Linked DNA regions of Rattus norvegicus: region 1 is linked to region 2. Evidence: chromatin contacts called from public Hi-C data. All regions are on one chromosome and are shown on one strand. Each heading gives the region's core, a stretch centred on a gene start, on an enhancer-like site or on the middle of the called end of the contact. The rest is flanking DNA. Distances are from core to core; before and after follow the strand shown.

What was found. A called contact is a pair of places that touch in the nucleus more often than the background predicts.
Region 1: a contact with region 2 is called in a Hi-C map of Schwann cells, with 8 times the contacts expected there. The contact joins the promoter of Zfp536 here to the enhancer-like site in region 2. A contact is called at or near these places in 9 of 12 Hi-C or Micro-C datasets (Schwann cells, frontal cortex, kidney and 4 more) and 1 of 1 datasets of contacts at active chromatin or transcription factors (oligodendrocytes).

Annotation. Positions count from the first base shown.
Region 1 is chr1:99,597,790-99,600,489 of GRCr8, forward strand. Zfp536 (zinc finger protein 536) reads right to left here and starts at 1,254. Exons shown (of 7, transcript NM_001427135.1): 1 at 1,060-1,254.
Region 2 is chr1:99,195,385-99,198,084 of GRCr8, forward strand. All of the region lies in intron 6 of Zfp536 (zinc finger protein 536), which reads right to left. Among named protein-coding and RNA genes, the nearest start is that of Zfp536, 400 kb to the right of the region's middle. Within about 2 kb of position 1,372, at least 2 of the 93 cell types and tissues checked have an H3K27ac peak or open chromatin away from gene starts, as enhancers often do. A contact at or near this core is called in Schwann cells, where this site is marked.

The sequences.
Region 1 (2,700 bases), core at 4-2,503, 400 kb after region 2:
TTCCCTCCATAACCTGTTACTTATTTATTTATTTCTGTGTCTCAGGCCCCCGCGGGCCCCCGGGACCTGGGCCGGACTGGGGCAGGTGCTGAGGGCGGCGCACACGTGTGCCGGTGCCTCTAAGGTCTCGGGGTCCCGGGATCGCCCCCCAGGCACCTCGCAGGGCCTTGCCCGGCTCTTAGGACGCAGGAAGCCGATGCAAACACAAAATGGCAGGTCTTGGCCGCTCTCTACAACCGCAAGTTAGGCACCCCGTAAGCATCAGCTAACTTTGATTTTTAAAAATAAAATAATTGCCAATTACCCCCTGATTCCCAGGTAGTGCAGATCGCACCACGCACGATGGCGGGGCGGGGGAGGCGAAGGTAGCCGGGGACCGCCCCCCCCCCCCAGCCCCGGCACTGGAGCAAACGGGTAAAGTCGCTGGAGAAGTTTCCGCCGCGCAGCCTCCCCTCTCTCTTGGCTCCCCCGGCCCCCGACCCTACGGAAAGTTTCCCGGCTGCGAGCAGAGGCCGGGAGCGCAGGAGGGAGGCGCGGGCCAGGCCGTGTGGACGCCGGATCCCACTGGGGCTCTGAGCGCTCGGCCCTCGGGACTCCCTTTCAAAGTAACGGTCCCGGGACTGCGGCTGCGGTGGGGAGGCGGCGGCCGGGGCGCGGGTCCCGCTCTCCGCCGAAGTTCTCCAGCGCCATTCGATGCCGGGTGGCCGCCTCTACTCGGTTTTCCTCCTCCTGTTTTTTTTTTCTTTTTTCCACATACCCCCCCCCTTTCCTCTTAACCCCCGCTGACAGCTTCTCTCTCCAACGTCACAGCCACGGATATTTAATTAGACCATATTTTTTAATCGCGATGGGGTGAGAAGCAACCGGGTTACAGGCCTCGCCTGGTGGGGGGAGGGGGAGGGGAAAAGGGGGGTAGAGAACCACGCCAAGTGTCCAAACTCACTTTGCCACCTCCCAGAGATCAGGGCCGCCCCCACCACCACCTGGCACCCGCGCGCCCCTCCACTCCGCCGCCCCCACCCCCAACCCCGGCCTCCCCACCACCTTTGTTTGCCTTACCTTAAAACATTAAACGCGGGCGTCGGGAGCAAACTCGGGCACGTAAACCGAGCGTTGTAAAAGATTGTGTTCAATGAATAATGAAACATGTCCACATGATTGACTTGATCATTTTCCGGGGCTGAGGGGGGACGGGCGCCCAGCTCGCGCGCCTCAGTCGCCCACTCGCCAGAGCCCGGCCAACTGCTCTCAGCCTAGCCTGAGCAGGGCAGGCTCGCTTTTCATCAACCTCATTTCAGAATCGCCCCGTTCATTGATACTCATCATCCAACCCCAGCAGACATCCCATCCCCTGCTCGGCCTCCCCCTATCTGGTAGGTGAAATGCATTGTACCATTAAAAAGGATCTCCATTGTCGCCCTGGCGTAATTCACAGCAACTAGATAGGTCTTTCAGCATTTAGCTTTGATGAGCCGGAGACTGAACCCTTGATATAATAATCTACAAAGAATGGTGTGTGGTCGTCCATTTTTTCTCTCTGTCTAGCAACTAAGAAACCATTTAACACAGCGCAGCTTGCTTCTGACCTTGAGCTCATGTAAACACACTTATTAAAATCTATCTATTCTCCAAGAGCTACATTCTGATTGTCAGACTCGTTACGGAGACATACATCAGCCCCTTCGCTTGTCACTACTTTGCATTCCTGCCTTTAACTAAAGAATTTTTTATCCAGCCGAGAGGCAGAGAGCGATTGCCACGGAAAGAGAGGAGAGAGAGAGAGAGAGAGAGAGAGAGAGAGAGAGGGAGAGAGAGAGACGCGGAAAGGGAGAGAGGAAAACGCGTAATTCTTACCTGCTCCTCAAACTATTTAAAGTCTGTTTCTTTTCTGGGGTGAAAAAAAAACTCCCGGGTGAATCTCGGTGGACAGCGGGACGTGGAGAATCAGTCACAGCCCGGGCGTTTAAGGGAGTCATCAGCGATCAAATGACGTTGATCCGCGCTGTAACCTTGTGGCGTATTTAATGTAAATAAGGCCGTTATGTTGCCAATCGCCGCGATACAAACACCGAGAGGTCCTCAGCCTCGCCTCCCGCGCCTGCCATTAGAGGCGACTTTATTTACAGACACTATTTAGGAGATCATGATAATTCTAAAACAATACTAGTGCCAAATGATTATGAAAATATGATTTTAATTAATCACGTAGTAGGCAAGGAAATTAGCATACGGTAATTAAACTTCGAGAAAAACGTCATGCAGGTTCTCTGCCTTATGGGTCCAGAATAATCATCGCGGTGGGCTCCGAGACTTAATTACGAAACAAAATAACTTTTTTAAAGGCAACTTTGCAAGGCTGGTCCTCCAGGCGAACGTTTGGGTAAATAATACAAGCCGAGGTAACAAAGTGGGGGTTTCAGTGGTGCCGAGGAAGCGGGGAAAGATGGGGGGGAAGCCGAATAATGCAATTACGAATGCTCTGTCCTAGAGTTGACAAAAGCTGGTGCCTCAAAAGCCTCTTTGTTATGGGATTATATAATGATCCTGGTGTCATTATGGGTGGGGAAAAAAAAGAAAAGAAAAGAAAGAAAAAGAGAGGGAGAGAGAAAAGGTTCAATAAAAATAAAAGAAGTGTGCAGAGACACCAACAAGCAGCTTTTAAAGAAAGGCTGGCATGTGGCATTGGGTGTGCTGATATGA
Region 2 (2,700 bases), core at 122-2,621:
CTTTCTATTGGTCACCTTTCGCAGACAAAAGCTTTTTCGTTTTGGGTTTATTAAATGACAGAATGTCCGACTCTGTAAATGTTCCAGTCGTTATTATGAAGCACCTGTGACATTGGTTCCCCCTAGCCCCCACACCCCGCCCTGCTCACAGCATCCATCTATAAATCGCTACTGAAATGGCACTGGGGCTGACTGGGGCCAACCCTCCACGTCTGGAACAGCTGCTGGTAGCTCAATGGCAAGGGTGGGGACCTCACTGTGGATCTGGGTCTCAGGAATCTTAGTAAATGTCAGTATGACATGCCCCAGCCGTGTCACCCCATAACTCTGAGGCAAGGGACAGTGGCCTCTTTTCATTGAGAACCAGTAGTTGAGAGAAAGAAGCTCTCGGGCTCTGAGAGATTGCTTGGCTCTCACTTCTCGTTTGTGAATCTGTGTAGCACCACCGTCTAGCAGATCACAACATGGTAACTTGAAAATATGGTTTAAATGATCGTTGCTGCCCCCCCCCACACACACACAAAGTAACAGACTCTCTGACCTAATTAAATCCACTTTTAAGAAACCAACTGGAGTGTGTGTGCCTGTGTGTGTGGTGTGTGTGTTATGTGTGTGTATGCATGTGTATTCCTCTGTGTGTGTGCGTCTGTGTGTGTGTGTGTGTGTGTGTGTGTGTGTGTGTGTGTGTGTGTATAGCCTCTATTCAGCTTTTAAAATTTCAAATCCCTCTGTGCGTGCAAACTCCAGCAGTTTCCATGTTCGGGATGAGGGACACAGAACACAGACTGTGCATCTTTTGATGTGAAACAATGTCAAAAGGACTAATTATGAGTCATACTTTCTTGAAATTTTTGTTGGCTGATGTCGCTTCTGCAATTGGATTCCTGCATGAGGCCAGCAGCTCTTGCTGGGGGGAAAGAACCTGGCACCTTCTGTTCCCAGGCCACCACCCCAGCCCTTTGGTGTTATGTAGGTCGAGCACGCCTGTGGGTTTCTAGGAAGGATCTCACTTTTAAACTTGGCATAGAAGTTACGACTGGAGAGCAGTGCTTTGGCGCAAAGATCTGTCTACACTGTGCGTGCTGAAAGAGGAAATGAGGTTACGGAGGGGAAGAGAGAAGAGCATCTAAAGAAGGTTTCTCGGGACCTCAGGTCAGCCTCAAAAGCTGTTCCTGCAGCCCAAGCTCTTCACGGGAATGCCTGCTGCTCCCAGACTCTGAAGGCAGTGGCTGGCAGCTTTCTCAGGGGTGGCCCTTTATCTGAGTCCAGGGAATGGAGGCCAGAAAGGAAGCAGATTCCACCTGGGGCTGAGCCCACAATGCTACCTGAAAACGAGGGAGCCTCGGGAGAGCAGAAACACAGAGTTAGACACAGGAGCAGGTCAGAGACACAGCACAGGGATGAAAGCGAAGGAAACTGTCCAGGTTAGAGCTGACCTCAGATGAAAGACTTCCAGAGGAGCTCGTGGGAAACGTTACAACTCCCTACGACCCATAATGGGAGCCAGATTCTTCTCCTGCTGGTTGTCAAGGAAGCCTCAGGACCTCCCACCTCCCCTGGAACAGCTGAGGGTCAGCACTCTTGGCACTGGATTAACTGCTATGAACCTGTGGGGGCAAGGAAATACCAGTTCCTGAACCAGGGACTTAGCAAAACAGTCCTAGAAACCGAGTTTATGGTGCTTTCATTTTTTCCTGTGCTAGCTACTAAACTCAAGAGTCTTGTGTGTGTGAAGCACGCTTTTCTACAACCTAATGAAGTTCTCAACCTGGTGGCACACAGCTATAACCTCAGCAGTAGAGAAGCAGGGGCAGGAAGACTGAGAAGTGGAGGCTAGCCTGGGCTATGAACTGAGATCCTAGAGAGAGACACAGAGAAAGACAGAGAGATAAAGAAAGACAGAGACAGAGACACAGAGACAGACATACAGACACATACAAAGAGACAGAGACAGAGAAAGACATAGAGAGGGACAGAAAGATAGACACAAACACAGAGGGGAAGACAGAGACAAAGACAAAGAGAAACAGACACACACACAGAGACAGACACACACAGAGACAGACAGAAAGACAGAGACAAGCAGAGACAAAAAGGAAGATGCAGAGAGAGAGAGACAGAGACAGACAGAGACAGAGACAGAGACAGGGGCAGACATACAGACACATATACAGAGGCAGAGACAGAAAAAGACATAGAGAAGGACAGAGAATACAGAAGAGGGAGACAGAGAGAAAGAGAGACAGACAGACTCACACAGAAAGACAGACAGACACACAGAAAGACAGAGACAAGCAGAGACAGAAAGACAGATGCACACACACAGAAATAGAGAGATGGAGACACAGAGACACAGAGACAGACATACAGAAACATACACAGAGGCAGAGACAGAGAAGGACAGAAAGATAGACAAACAGAACGGGGAGACAGAGAAAGAGAGACAGACACACAGAGAAAGACACACACACAACACAACACACACAGAGACAGACACACACACACACAGAGACACACAAAGAGACAGACAGAAAGACAGAGACAAGCAGAGACAGAAAGACAGATGCACACACACAGAAATAGAGGAACAGAGACACAGAGACAGACATACAGAAACATACACAGAGGCAGAGACAGAGAAAGACATAGAGAAGGACAGAAAGATAGACACAAACACAGAACGGGGAGACAGAGAGAAAG